Regions from separate parts of the Zea mays genome. Here region 2 is linked to region 1. The links are chromatin contacts, called in public Hi-C maps. All regions are on one chromosome and are shown on one strand. The core of a region is the stretch at or near the end of the contact, and the rest is flanking DNA. Distances in the headings are between cores, read along the strand shown.

Region 1 (4,552 bases), core at 1,295-3,794:
GTGTTGGTGCTACGGTTCGCGGCCATGGCAACGCTGTTCGTGTGGAAGGTCATCCAGTACTGGCTCACGACGACGTTCCAGGTGATGAGGCCCACTGCCAAGACATATCTGGTGCACATATTAAATCATCACTACTCATTTTAGATCTAACGTCTCTAGTTGATTATTCAATTTATAAATAACACCTCCCACCACTACACACCACCACGTTGAAGGGTGTCCTTAGTAAAATAGACCAAACAACTAGAGACGTTAGATCTAAAATGAGTGGTGATGATTTAATATGTTCACCATGTGCACCAATGTTCTATGTGCACTAGATATGTTCCCACTGCCAAGGGTGCCACGAAGACTCTTAAGCTCAACATGGTGCTCGTGCTCTTCTCCATATGCCGCAACACTCACATGGTTGCGCTCCTCCTGTGCTATTTTCTTCGTTCGATGAGGAGAGGAACTACGATCGTGTTCGAGTGGCGAGGCTGAGGGGAGGAAGTGGCACGCGAGGGGATGGAGGAAGGAAGAAGAGGGGGAGGCAGGCGCCATCTGTGGTGCGGAGGAGGTGCCTAGGTTTCCATAGTTGGCTAGCTCCGCCACTATTAGTCGTTGAGAAGAAAGAGATCGGTCGTGTAAAGTTCCCAAAAACCTTATTTACCCTCTCTCGGTGCAGGATCTCAAAGGTGATGGGTTCTGTAGACCTGATGTCTAGATTGTAGATGCATGTCGACGCTTGGGTCAAGACTACAGCGGTTGCGCGATCAGTAAGCTGAGGCAAAACCCAACTCGTGTATGGGGATATCTTTGGTGGCGGTTGTTAAGCGCAATGTATAGAATCACCTCCACATCTCACGAACCGATAGGGACTCGCGTCACAATCTATTCATGACACGATAAGGACTCATGTCACGATCTAGTTGTGAACGGATACAACCAAGCAACAAAAAATAAAATAAAAAAAGGAAAAAGAAATTGTACCCCACATGTGTGGTACTCCGTCATCTCTTTTCTCAACCATGATTTGGAGTAAGAGGAAAGCCTCCACATATATAAATTATTCCCGCTCCACTTAAACAAGCAATGTGGTACTTACTATTGGTTCCACCATCCTCATGGACATTGAGATTTTCTAGGATTTAATTGAATTTCTCTAATGGACCATAAATCCAACAGTAAGCACATACAAGCGTCGAGGAGGGCTACCTCTCGGCCAGCAGCTGCCGCTCCAGCTTGCTGCAGGTGTAGGACGTACTCGATGGCGTCCCGTCCTTGTTGATGGACGCCTTGTCCATCTGCAGCTCATTCATTCAGTTCCGCCACAGAGAAGCTAGCTTGCATGAACAGGCGAAACGATCGAGCGATCCAGCTCGCTGTACTGTATGGCTGTGATGGCTTGGTGACCGTCGTACGTGATGTTTGGGACGACGCTGCGGAGGGCGTAGAGCGTGTCGTTGAGCTAGCCTCCGGCGGCGGCGCCTCTCCATGACGGTGACCACTGGGTCTGGGAAGTCCCTGTTGATATCCGCGTGGCGTGGCGGACCACTGGGTCTGGGAAGTCCCTGTTGGCGCAAGAACGCGACGGCCGGCGATGCGATAGACTGGTGGTGCGAGGTGGCGCAGGAACGCTGGAGCGCGATCACCACGGAGAGGAGGTAATACGCGCAACCTTTTCATATGCATTTCTGGCCTGAGATCCGATCCGATTCCCCCGCCATGTCTTGCAGCTGCACGATGTGAGCTTTTACCGCTACTCGTGCGACATGCACTGCGTGCAAGACTGCAAGCCCACAACGGGGATGAGGCCCTATTGACGCGGTCACGGCGTGCGCAAGGTGCAATCTTCTGCACACCCCTGAATCTACGCGCTATTACAAAATATGCTGAACAGATAACTAGCACACTAATGCACCTAACATGCATGGTGACACGCTACTTGACATGATTCACATGGACGCTACGATGCTTTATTCAACATTCACGCACCCCCTTAATCTTGTCAATCATCAATCCTGATGACGCCTAGCTGCCTCCTCAGCTCTGCAAACCGAATCCGGCCCAATGGTTTCGTCCGGATGTTAGCCAGCTGTTCTTCGGAACTCACATGATTCACATCCACTGTTCCATTGCTAACCCACTCCCTTAAATAAAGAGCAATAATGTCCAAATCTTTTTAACATCGTCAGAAATAAGAAGGCTTCCATTGCTGATGTCTTATCTGATGTCATCCCTAATCTGCCCTTCCGCGGATCATTAGAGAGGGTAAAATTAGTTAAGTGACAGAATCTTTCGCTTTTGTGGCTCCAAAATAGCCCTACTGAAGGAATTGTCCACGGAGAATCGCTGATCAGTGGCCATTGCCATCTCTAGTTTTAGTGACTATAAACAAAATAAAAAAGGCTATTAGAAAACGGTTAGGAGAATAAAATTATCTTGTCTATTTTTAATATAGTAGTTTTACGGAAATGGAGAATGATAATGGCAGTGCGTACCGGGTAGATATACAGCCCCGTTACAGTCAGTCAGTCAGTGAGTCAGTCAGTCGGTATGGGCAGCCACTGCCACCGCAGCGCTCCAAAATTCCAACGGTCTTTTCTTTGGCTTTCCCAGCGTGCCTGCTCTCTCGCAAACAAACAAGAAAAGGGTAGGCAACAGGAGGCGTGAAAGACTGACAGACGGCAGATGACAAAAGAAACAAAGAGAAAGGAAATTTGCTATCCCCACTGCCTGCGCTCTTTTTTGTTTGCGTTGGAAGCCGCGATTCTCTTTTCGCTGTCACACATTGGCCCTGTTTGTTTGGTCTTCTGGCAGCTTCTGGCCACCAAAAACTGCTGCGGACTGTCAAACGCTTAGTTTTTCAGTCAGCTTCTATAAAATTCGTTGGGGGCAAAAACCATCCGAAATCAACATAAACACATAATCGGTTGAGTCGTTGTAATAGTAGAAATCTGTCACTTTTTAAATCTTAAGCCCTATGAACAACTTTATCTTCCTTCACATGTAATCGTAATGATACTCAGATTCTTCCCACAGCCAGATTTTCAGAAAAGCTGGTCAAAAAAAGGCTGAACCAAACAGACCCATTGCCGAGTGAACTTATACGGGCATACAGCTATACCGATAGTAATTACTCACTCCGTTTATAAATATATTACACCCGTTGATTTTTTTTTAAAAAAAATTTAATCATTCGTCTTATTTAAATAATAATAAATTATTATTTTTTGATTTATTTTATCACTTAAGATAGTTTGTACTCGACTTAAAATTTTAATTTTTTGAATAAATATTTTGAATAAGATGAGTGGTTAAAGTTTTCGAAAAAACATTAACGGTGTCATATATTTGTGAACGTAGGTAGTATAATTCTAGTCATACGGTTACCGGGCAAGACTAGCTACCCAAAAAATAAATCACTTTGAGTTTCACTATGTTTATTAAAAAAATTAGTTTACCCTAAATTTAGTAAGAATCAATATTTTTATATTAAATAAGGATTGTTAAATTTATCACAACATATTTTTAACACCTATATTTTGGGTTATAAATCTTAAGTCATTTTATAGATTATGTTTAACTTTAAAATTTATTAATAAGAACATAATTACACTTATGCAATATCTTTTTATGGTAGAATGTCCTAAAAAAATGTGACGCGTTGTGATCCCTACAAGGGCTTATTTAGTTAGGATATCGAAGAGGATTAAATTCTCTACTAGTCAAAATCAAAATTGCATAGAAGAGGAATTAATACCTCTCAATTCTCTTCGATCCGGATGCAACCGAACCTGACATAAATGGTGAAGGAACCTTAACATAAGGGCATGTACAGTGGAGAGACACTAAAACGGTTCTCCAAGCACAGGAGACAACTAAGAGACTCTATTGTACAATGGAGTGTCTATAAACGTAGTCTATTAATAAATACAGAATTAAATGTATTTGTATAGCATCAGATCGATAGAACAGACGACAAATTCGTACAGTGGGAAGTGAGGCGTCTGTTGCTACTTGGTTTACGAGCCAGAGGCGTCTCTTCACGGAGAGACGGCTCTAAGATTTTTTTTGCAAATAACCCCCTTAAACACCTTAAGAGCCTCCACATTAAACACCACTGTACATGCCCTAAGGTCTAACTGCTTCGATGAGATGCAATAGTTTTGTAATGACAAGTCTATTCTAGTGTGTTGGATATATATATGATGAAACACTGGTCAGAGATATATCGTGGCGTGAAGAGTTTACTATTACTAACATTCATCATTATCGAACTAAGATTTTCTATGTTGCGGTTGCTAAAATTTGTGTAAAGACGAATTGTCGGTTTGGTAAAAGCAAGCGGAGATCTGTTGTTTTTGCTTATCATGTCTCAATAAAAAAATAATGTTATCTAAATTTGGCGCAAACAAGCTTGCTCGACTTGCTAGAGTTTGTGATGATGATTTCTTGGATGGTGAGTGTGAAGTAACAAGAAGTCAACTAAAAACTTTTAATCTTCATGTCAGAAAACATCCTACGTTTCTTGTTGTATGGGTATGAAAGTTTAGCCGCAAAGTGATCG
Region 2 (4,153 bases), core at 61-2,560, 110 kb before region 1:
AGAAATGCAAGAGGAACTGAGACTATAAAAAAGATAGAAAAACTAAAAGCACACATACAAGGATTATCAGTTTGATGACCAGAAGATCAAAGGTCCCAGAACCTTATTTTGCTCTATTTACAAGATTGATGAATAGCCAAGATGTGTGACAGAGTGCTGATGGCAGGTAAATCATAGAATGCCAACATTTATTCATTTCATGCATGCCCTTCAACATCTCTTGAAAGGGAAGAGAAATGGAACCAAGCTAAAATTACACGAACAGCAGGCTGACTAATGAAAAAGGATAGCCTTACCACCACAAACCAAGGTAAGTTATCAAGGTCACTGCATATGCTTGTAAGCCATTTGCCTGACAACAAAGAAGAGAGGAATATTTAAATAAAATGTAGGCTATAAGGCAAAAGCTAGTAGTGCTAAACACATGGCCTTCTTTGAACAGTAAATCCAATGAACCACAAAATATACATTGAGCATAACAATGAACAACAATAAAAGTTAAACATGCTAGTGCACCAGCAGTCCAGCACAGCAGGTAATCAGGCAATAGTCACATAATGTTGTTGTATTTAGTAGTAATTAAGATACCAAAGCACGAATATAAGGTACAACAGACACGAATCGGACAATATTGAACAGTACGATCTCAGAGGAGGGACGAAGTTCACACGAGTCGGACACCAGGAGTGACAGCACAGACCTTGTAGACCGGCACGTTCCCGGCAGGCGAGATGGGCCCTTCGAAGCGCTTCCCAGGGAGCAGCAGCTGTAGGACGGCCTCGAAGAGCCCGAAGCCGAAGATGATCTTCCACGCGACGAGGGTGGGCATGGGCCAGATGGCCTTGAGCCCCTCGAGCACGCCGTGATCCCTGAGGTGCTCGTAAGTCCGCACCACCGATCCGTCCGCGTGCACCATCGTGTACCACCTGCACGGCGCCGAGAAAATCAACACAACGAAACAGCCGAATTTGTCCTCACCCTCCAGAGAAATTGTTAGGGGGCGCCGAGACGAGACTCGTGGTCGATCCGAGCGGCGGTTCAGGAACGTTTCTGCGATTGCAAATTTGAAAGGAGCAGGGGGGGGGGGGGGGCACTCACAGGAGGATGACGAAGGGCGGGCAGAGGGAGAGGAGCGCGAGCATGGAGGTGTAGGTGACCAGCGCCGAGTGCACTGTAACCGGTGGCGCAGCCGCGGTCGGCTTGGCGCCGGCGGAGGAAGGCTTGGGCTTCGCCATGGCCTCCGCGCGATCTTGCTGGGGCTGCGGTGTGTGGTGAGATGGGAGGAGAGGAGCAGCAGCGGCCTACAGTAGGGGGAGGCGACTTGACTGAGAAAACATCTTTGTAGGGGAGTGACGGAGTGGGTGTTGCCGATCCCGATCTGAGACGGCATGCCGCTCACGTGCGCCAGCGCGGAGCGGGTAGGATTACATGTGTCCAAACAGGCGGGCCGTGTCAATCCGGCCCGAGCACGGCTAGGCTCGGCACGGTTAGGACCGTGCCAACCCGGCCCGAATTAGCTAGCGGGCCATGCCGTGCAGGCCCACGGGCCTCAAGTGAGGTCCAAGCTCAGCCCACTAGATTAATAATCGTGCCGGGCCAGCCCACGGCCCGACGGGCCTATAACAATATATTATGTTTAAATGATAAAAATATCCTAAAAATATGCATTTTAGGATTTAAATCATATTTATTAGCTCTAAACATTTATTTACACACACATAACCAACAAAAACATGTGTTTCTTGTGTTTTATACTCTACTAGTCAGTTGCCCGTGCGTTGCGACGGCTTACAACAATACCCACGTAAACTATATATCAAAAATATTCAAGATTTTTTATTGATTGTCTCCGCTATCTGTATAATATATTTTTTGATTTGGCTAACTGATGTTATTGTTTACTACATGCAAATATGTCTTGGTACAACACGACCAATGAAGTTAGAAGAGAGTTCACAACGATTGACTGAATGAACATAGATTATAAAATAACATAATTTTATCATACAAAGACCAAATAAAAGAAAGTTTGTGAGATCAAGTTTCTAAAATAAGTTCCATGAAGTCAAACTTATAAAAAAGATAGATCAAAATATGGAGTGATTGCTAAAGTCAGGCATCAATAAAAACTGGATGCGCTCCATATAAATTATGCTACTTCGTAGCAATTACTAACGTTTAAAACCAACAAATAACCTTTTATTTTGCTGTTAGTGTGACAAATCATTGCTGCTCCATCCAATTCAGCAACCTCAAACACCATGTAGTCCATTGCTCCAATATGGTCTCAGAAACGACATAATGCTTGCAAGAGCAAAGAACGTCGTGTCGTGCTTGGGCTGTAGCCTCGGCCCGTAGTGCTGGCCCGGCCCGACACGATTATTTTTTCATTTTACAAAAAAAAACATATATATCTATATACAATTTATATTCAATATTAAAAACATGTTAACGTGATGTTCTACTGGTTAGACAGTTTCACTTAGTGTCTCCCACCCTTCTTCCATCAGGGTATGGGTTCGAATCTCACCTCCTGACCATTTTTTTAACATTTTACGCTGATTTAATTAAATGGGTCGACGGGCTAATGGGCTGGCCCGACATAGTTAGCAGGCCGGCATGACGTGCATGTGCCATAGTTGTGACCCGCGTGCATCTAGCCTGTGTCGGGCGTCGTTACGCTGATTTAATTAAATGGATCGACGGGCTAACGGGCTGGTCCGACACAGTTAGCAGGCCGACATGACGTGTCTGTGACATAGTTGTGGCCCGCGTGCATCTAGCCCGTGTCGGGCGTCGTTTGGCATCTATAGACGTGCATCAGATTAATTTGAAATAGCTGTGAGGGGTTATTTGTAAAAAAAAATGACGCACGACGACCGTTGAAACTGGTGCTTTAAGTATAGTATAGATATTCAAGTATAATATATGTATTTATATGAAAAAATATAAAAAAAATTAAATCGGGGCGTGTCGAGCCTAGCCCGCCATGCCACGCCTTCGACCCAGGCATGGCCCGGTGACCGGGTCGAGCCGGCGCGGGCCCGGTTCACTATGTGTCGTGTCGGGTTCGTGCCGGGTTTCGGACCGCCCGGCGAGCCCGGTCCGTTTGGACATCTATAGGTAGGGTCGAGGCCTCGAGGGTGCGCCACGCGAGAGCGTGTTTAAGGGTTCGCAGACATGGTTTATGGAAGAAAAATCAAGTTTTTTTAAACAAAGGTATGTTTAAATGTTTTAAGAACGTTGAGCATCTACAAAGGTCTCTCTATTTTTAACTCTCTATTTCAATTTACTTAAAGATTAAACTTTATATGTAGTATATCACTCAAACAAATTATCTACCAAATAAGTTGGTTTTGCTAGCCGAAGTGGCCACCAAATTTGGCTAGATAGAGAGCCAATTTTGGGAGGTGGATGGATTGACGAGTTCGATGGCTAGTATGTTGAAAAGTTATCTACTACTACTCTATAAGGACGTAACGAGGTCGTCCACCACGGCTACTCCGCCTCCGTCCGCGACTCCCTCGTGACCCGTCCGCGTCCGCAACCCCACCGCCATTCTCGTCGGCATCGTCGCGCCCCCGCCCCATATGAGCCGCCCCCGCGACGCTGATCCCACTACCGTCCAGCAGGATCTCTCCCTTCCCCTGCCGTGTCACGCACGCGGATCTCTCCATTCCCATCGCGCGCACGCTCGAGCCGGACGACCTCCTGGCCTTCGTCCATGCCGTCTCGGACGCGCGACACACCGACAAGAGTCCGCTCCGCCGCCACACGCTGTGCGCCCTGGCGCTCGTCGCGGCGTCCCACCCGCGCGATGTCGTGGCCCCGCTCGTCCCGCGCATCCTCGCCGCCGCTCTCCGCCGCGTCCGGGACCAGGACTCCTCCATCCGCGCCGCGCTCGTCGACACTACATGCGCCGCGGCGGCGGCCTCGGCGTCCGCCGCGCTCCGGCCCCTCACGGACGCGCTCCTCCACGAGCCGGACGACCTCCTCAAGTTACTTCGCAGCAATGCCTTCAAGGCGAAGCCTGCGCTCATCACCCTCATCGGCGCCTGCGCGGCCATGGGCATCGATGTCGAAGTCACCGCCTCCATCACGTGTCTCCGCGATGCAATCGCTAGCGATGATTGGGCAGCGAGGAAGGCTGCGG

Evidence for each region. Hi-C and Micro-C count contacts between places; a contact is called where the count stands out from the background.
Region 2: a Hi-C map of ear shows a contact between it and region 1, with 1.9 times the contacts expected there. The contact joins the promoter of LOC100282098 here to the enhancer-like site in region 1. A contact is called at or near these places in 6 of 25 Hi-C or Micro-C datasets (ear, endosperm, leaf and 1 more) and 1 of 3 datasets of contacts at active chromatin or transcription factors (leaf).

The regions. Positions count from the first base shown.
Region 1 is chr5:162,527,658-162,532,209 of Zm-B73-REFERENCE-NAM-5.0, reverse strand. No RefSeq gene overlaps it. Among protein-coding and RNA genes, the nearest start is that of LOC100193762, 14 kb to the right of the region's middle. Within about 2 kb of position 2,544, at least 16 of the 20 cell types and tissues checked have an H3K27ac peak or open chromatin away from gene starts, as enhancers often do. A contact at or near this core is called in ear, endosperm, leaf and 1 more, where this site is marked.
Region 2 is chr5:162,636,757-162,640,909 of Zm-B73-REFERENCE-NAM-5.0, reverse strand. LOC100282098 reads right to left here and starts at 1,310. Exons shown (of 13, transcript NM_001155011.1): 1 at 1,099-1,310; 2 at 701-926; 3 at 297-352. The coding sequence starts at 1,235. It also overlaps the pseudogene LOC103628625.